Linked DNA regions of Gossypium arboreum: region 1 is linked to region 2. Evidence: chromatin contacts called from public Hi-C data. All regions are on one chromosome and are shown on one strand. Each heading gives the region's core, a stretch centred on a gene start, on an enhancer-like site or on the middle of the called end of the contact. The rest is flanking DNA. Distances are from core to core; before and after follow the strand shown. Region 1 holds the start of LOC108480211 (transcription initiation factor TFIID subunit 12). Region 2 holds the start of LOC108480562 (IQ domain-containing protein IQM3-like).

Region 1 (2,968 bases), core at 419-2,918, 160 kb before region 2:
GTCTATGCCAAGGGGGTGGCAAAGGTGGCTTCCCTTGCGCTCCAGATGATAGCCACGGCTGATTAGGGGATTGTGGAGTTTGTGGAGTACTTGGTGTTGAAGAAGAGGAACCAACCGCTGACACTCTCATAAGGCCATGCCCTTGGAAATTCTACAAAAAAATGAAAAATAAAACAAGGAAAAAAAAGGTCACATAATATTCAAGGAAAGGCATCAAACACAAATTCACCCCACATTTATAATCATGATGACAATAATGCGTTCTTTTCTTTCACATTCGATGATAGGAGAATGGGGATTGGTATGTAAGGATCGAACCCTATTTCTCATGCCACACAATACAAGAATCTGGTCATGAAGCCAAGAGGCTGTTGGCAACAATAATGTGTTATATAGTAGATAATAACACCTTAGCTCTCTTGACGAACTCCTTAAAGCAGCTTACTTCAACCTACCAATACTATATTCAAACTAAGATTAAAATAATAATAAAAGTGAGGGAGAAAGGATTAGTATTTTCTAGATTCAACCAACAGTTCTAAGCATTCTTAAAATTCTAAAACATTATTAAAAACTCTATTAAAATATGCTAAAACTGTTATTACTGCGACCATTTAAATTCAACTAACATTTTTTAGCATCATTAGAACATTATTGACAAAAAATCAATGTCATTTAAATTAATAAAAAGAAATAATATACATTAATCCTTAAAAATAATACTAACTTGGGTAGAAGCGGACTGGCTAGTTGGTGAAGATGTTGGTCTAAGAGATGATTGCAAAGGCCTTTGTTGATGCTGAGCAGAAATCCCACCTGGTCTCATTTGTGAACTTGAACCAACTGATGATCCCATCCCTATTCCTCGCATCATCGGCCTTGCCTATGAAAAAATATATATATCACAAGAAGAGGAAATTTCAGCATCAAAAGCTCAAAATCGTGAATGAAAATAACCCACAAGCTTAAAATCCAACCTGGGAAACATTGGAACTAGAGGTTCCACCGAAGGAATGGCCAAAGGAACCGGTAAACGGAGTGGATTGCGAAGGTGAAGGAGAAGGAGGCAAGGGGCCAGAATGGGACGAAGGAACACCGAGGGCAATGCTGCCTCGCGGCTGAGAGGAAAGTGAAGGGGAAGGAGACGATGAGGCGGAAGGAGAAGAGGAAGAGAAATGAGTGAACTGGGAAGAGTGTTGTTGCCATGGCCTCGAGAATGCAGCGGCGGGTCTTGGCTGATGAGAGGGGAGAGCTGGTTTAGGCTGCGGCGGCTGTTGCGGTGGTGGTATGGCGGAAGGTAAGGGTTTCAGGATAGGGTTAGGGATTGCGGTAGAGGATGTTGACGGGGGCGTTGGCGTTGTTTGTTGTTGAATTTGTGGCTGCGGCTGTGGTTGCGGAGGTGGGTCGACGGCGGAGGAAGGAGGAGGAGCATTAGGGGTTGGCGGAGGTGGTTGCTGTTGATCCATCAGGAGTGCAAGGATGGAAGGATGGAAGGATGGAAGGATAGAAGAGGAAGGTGATTTGTTTTACCCACTGTAGACGAACTCTCTTTTTCTTCCCTGAACTTTTAAAACATACATTAAAATAAGCTATCGGCTAAACTACAAATTTAGATCTTAATTTTATAAAATTTGTCAATTTAATCCTATTTCTTTGTTTCGGGGTTTGAATGAAAATGTTTGCACTAAATATAAGGAAAGGGTAATAAATATTGCTTATAATATCTGCAAATTTTCTATGGGGATTGGATAGTTGTAATCTTCAAATTTATTTATTATCTGTATTAAATTGGATAATTGTAATCTGCTTTTATTGGATTTATTTTCAATTATTAAGTTCATCAAACTATCATTCTGCATCTAATCTCCATTGCTTAATACACTTAATGCATCAAAATAGGCATCATCATTTTAGATACTACTAAGTTATTTAATTAATATTATTAATTCCTTAAATATTCTCATTTGCATCATTTAGAAATTTTCTTTCGACCATTTTATTAAGGGTTAAAAGTAAAAATTTATCAACGGTTTTAAAAAGTGGATTGACGAGAAAGCATAAAGAATTGTCAAAGAAAAAAGCTCTTAAAATATGCAAAATTCCAGTGAAGGAGGTTTTGGTGATTCCAGATCTGACAGGGATTGGAACACTAAGAAAGTGAGATTCAAGGAAGGAATCGAAAGGGAAATTGCTACTGTGGGTGTGGACTTTTATCTGACCCTGAATCTATCTTGGAAGGACAAGCTTTTGAGGGGAGGAGCAGTCATTTCTAGTATGGTTTGTAATGATCCTAGCGAGGGAAATGAAAGTGATTTTGAGTTGCTAGAAGGTGATGTGAGTACGACCATGGTCAATGGGATTCCAGCAATTGTCTTCTCAAACAGTATTTAAGAAATTCTCTTCAAAGAGATGGAATTGACGGTCGACTCAAGCTTTTAAGGCAAAGCATTGGTTATAACGCTATTTATAATCAAATAAGTAGCTTATGGAAACCTACAAAACCATTCCATCTCATGGACATAGAAAATAATTTTTTTTTTGTTAAGTTTCAAAACAATGAAGATTGTAATCAAGTATTGACTCAGGGATCATAGATCATTTATAGCCAGTACATTACTATTCAACCTTGGACTAAAGATTTTAGTCTGTTACAACCATATCCCAATGTGGTGATGGCTTGAACCCGGCCATCAAGAATCCCTGGATTTATATACAAACGGAAGATCATAAAGGTTATCGGGGGGCTTGTCGAAAAAGTGGCAAAACTGGATTTTCAAACTGATAGCAGAACCAGAGGCCAGTTTGCTCGCCTGGTTGTGTTTATTAACATTAACAAGCATTTTCTTTCTCAGGTTATGGTCGACGGCGTCGTCTAACGAGTGGAATATGATGCACTTCCAACAATATGTTTTTCTTGCGGTAAGTATAGACATGTCAAAGATTTGTGCCTATCAATAATGGTAGATTT
Region 2 (2,700 bases), core at 154-2,653:
TTGCATACATACAGGTCCGAGATACTTGATGCATTGTTTTCGAAGCTTTGATCTTGAACATTCTTCGAGATCGACATCTTTGCCATCACCTATATCTAACCTGTAGGAAACAAAATAAGAAAGAAAGAAAAAAGGTGAAATCATTATTTTTGTCCTAGTACTATGCTCAATTTGAAGATTTAGTCCATCTACTTTAATTTGGTCTTCCTACCAATATTAATAGAATGAGAAAAATGTTTGGGGTTTACCAGTAGAAAAATGGTTGACCAGCATCAGTTTTGCACCATTCATCGTAGTAAATATGTAAGTTATGGCCATAACGGTGTCGTGGATCAATCTACAGTTGAAAAAAAGTGTTAGATTCAAAATTATCCAATATATTTTGTTTAATAAAAAGATACAGAAGAGTAAATTACAGCTTCAATCCAATGTTGAAAAGCCAATTTTTGTGCTTTGGCGTCTATGGACAACCCTTTCCCGACCTGACAAAATTCCCAACTTAATTATTTATGAAAATTAACTAAAAAAAAAAAAGACAGAACATGGAAACTGGGAGGTAAAAGAAAAAAAAAATAAAAAGAAGAAGAAGAAGAAGAAAATACCTTAGAAGCATTTAAGCCAACGCGATTCCACCATGAAGCAGCAGTTTCTGGTTTCAAATAATTAAAAAAGGAAATTGTGCTGTGATTAAGCCTTGCATAATTTAAAGCCAGCCACCTGAAAATAATAAAAATATTTACTATTAGTATTAAATAATATATATTTTGAAGACAGACAAAGATTTTATGAAAGAAACTACCAGAGTTCTTCAGCGACAACAGCGGAGTCTGCTAACCTACGCCGTGTCCGGTAACTCCTATACACCTTCTGGACCTTAACGGCGGCGTTGGAATGAGAAGAACCGCCACTGCGCGTCTGATTCGAACCCGGAGAATCTCGGCCGTCGGATAACGGCTCCAGCAGCATTTTCAAACCACCACCATTAACCACCGTCGGGAAATCCGATTCGCTAGCTTGGTTCGGACTATCCACAGATACAAATTCGGATTCCCCAAGTAAGCCGGCGTTCGTAATGTCGGTGGAGGAAATGTTATAAAACGGAGACTTTGACTGGAGATCGAAATTCGAAACAGCTGCTTGACTTTCAATTACTTCCATTGTTTTTCTTGGTAGCCAAATTTGAAGGAGTTTTAGAAAGAGAGAATCTTAGGGTCGTTGGTTTTGGAGAGAATACTTCAAAGAAAAAACCAGAGCCAAGGACTTAGAAAATCGCCGGGAAACCCACTTGTAAATTTGTAAATAGATTCCAGTTGGATTAAGAGTTAGTGAAGTGCGTGTTGTTACGCGCTGAGGTTGAGAGTGAGATTTTGTGTAACTCGCTCGAGACAAAACAAACTAGTGACCAAGCATACTCAAAAGTAAAATCAATTATGATATATATTTATGGACTGACATTGCTCCGCCTCATAAATCATAAATCTGGCTTTAACAGTCTTTGAGTAAGGATTTTTGTGATTTTGTTATTATTATTATTATTATTATTGAATTTTATTAATCTAATTGAAAAAATTGAGTGCCATAAATCTATTTTAGTTAAACTAAAAAATATAAAACAAATAAATTCAACATTGATTAAATTTTAAATAAGACTAAAATTATTTCAAAGTAAAATAAGAGTGTGTTCTAAAAATTTGTATAAATATAAGTTCTAAAATTTATGTAAATAAGCGGTAATTTTTAAAATTTCTCATTATTTTATTTTATTTTGTTTAATACGGATAATCACATTATAAGATAAAACTTCAATTTCAAAAATCATTTTCATTTGATTCTAATGTATGTTTTAAATTTTCATTTTATTAAAATTATTTATAATTTTTACAAATACAATGATATCCTTATTGAATACTTTATATTATTTATTTCTAATATAATTCTTTTATAATTACTCTTTGATTTGTAAAACAAGATACTTTATATGGTCCCATCACTTGAGAAGTCGAGATCGCATTGCAACTCGAGGTCCCAGTTGACGGTGATTATATGGTCATGAGTTGTAGTGTAACTAGGGCTTCAAGTTTACAAAGGTTATACTGTCAAGGGATAGAATGTAGCTGGGGGCCCTAGTTGGCAGTGGTTATACGGGCACGGCAACAAGTTTCACCTTATCAAAAGAGGATGCTTTATTAAATCCATGCAGAAGTCTAAGATCATAGTCATAGTGAAAAGCACAAGGGCTTTTCAATATACCCAATTAACTCATTTTCTCCACCAAAGATGCTGAACTCGTTACATTAACCTATAGCAGAGTTGGCGACAATAAGGTTTCCAGCAGGAAGGAGTTGTTGTGTGGTGTACAAAAGATGAAATGCAAATCGGGTCGACAACGGTTGCTTGGTGAAACCTTAATTCTTTTGGGTCCAGCATTAGTTCTTATAATTTTGGTCCCCTTAGGTATTCATTTAGAAAGGATGTCCTTGTTTATAGTAGTACTAAGTCCTTTAGAGAACCCATACACTTCTAACAAGTTTTCCCTTATAGATTTTTTTGAGGACCTCTATGTTTATATTAATTAAAGTTTGATTTAACAAAGTTTGCCTTTGAATTTTTTCCCTTTTCAAATCTTTTTGGAGAAACTTTGTTAGATAAAGCTTTTTCTTTTTCAAGCAACTCAAGTTGCTTTTAATGATCCTCATTGTC

Evidence for each region. A called contact is a pair of places that touch in the nucleus more often than the background predicts.
Region 1: a contact with region 2 is called in a Hi-C map of leaf, with 3 times the contacts expected there. The contact joins the promoter of LOC108480211 here to the promoter of LOC108480562 in region 2. A contact is called at or near these places in 4 of 5 Hi-C or Micro-C datasets (all in leaf).

The regions. Positions count from the first base shown.
Region 1 is chr1:65,030,829-65,033,796 of ASM2569848v2, reverse strand. It overlaps LOC108480211 (transcription initiation factor TFIID subunit 12), which reads right to left and starts at 1,668. Exons shown (of 10, transcript XR_008283320.1): 1 at 978-1,668; 2 at 728-883; 3 at 1-151.
Region 2 is chr1:64,875,756-64,878,455 of ASM2569848v2, reverse strand. It overlaps LOC108480562 (IQ domain-containing protein IQM3-like), which reads right to left and starts at 1,403. Exons shown (of 8, transcript XM_053028874.1): 1 at 800-1,403; 2 at 603-717; 3 at 417-482; 4 at 249-337; 5 at 13-100. The coding sequence starts at 1,158.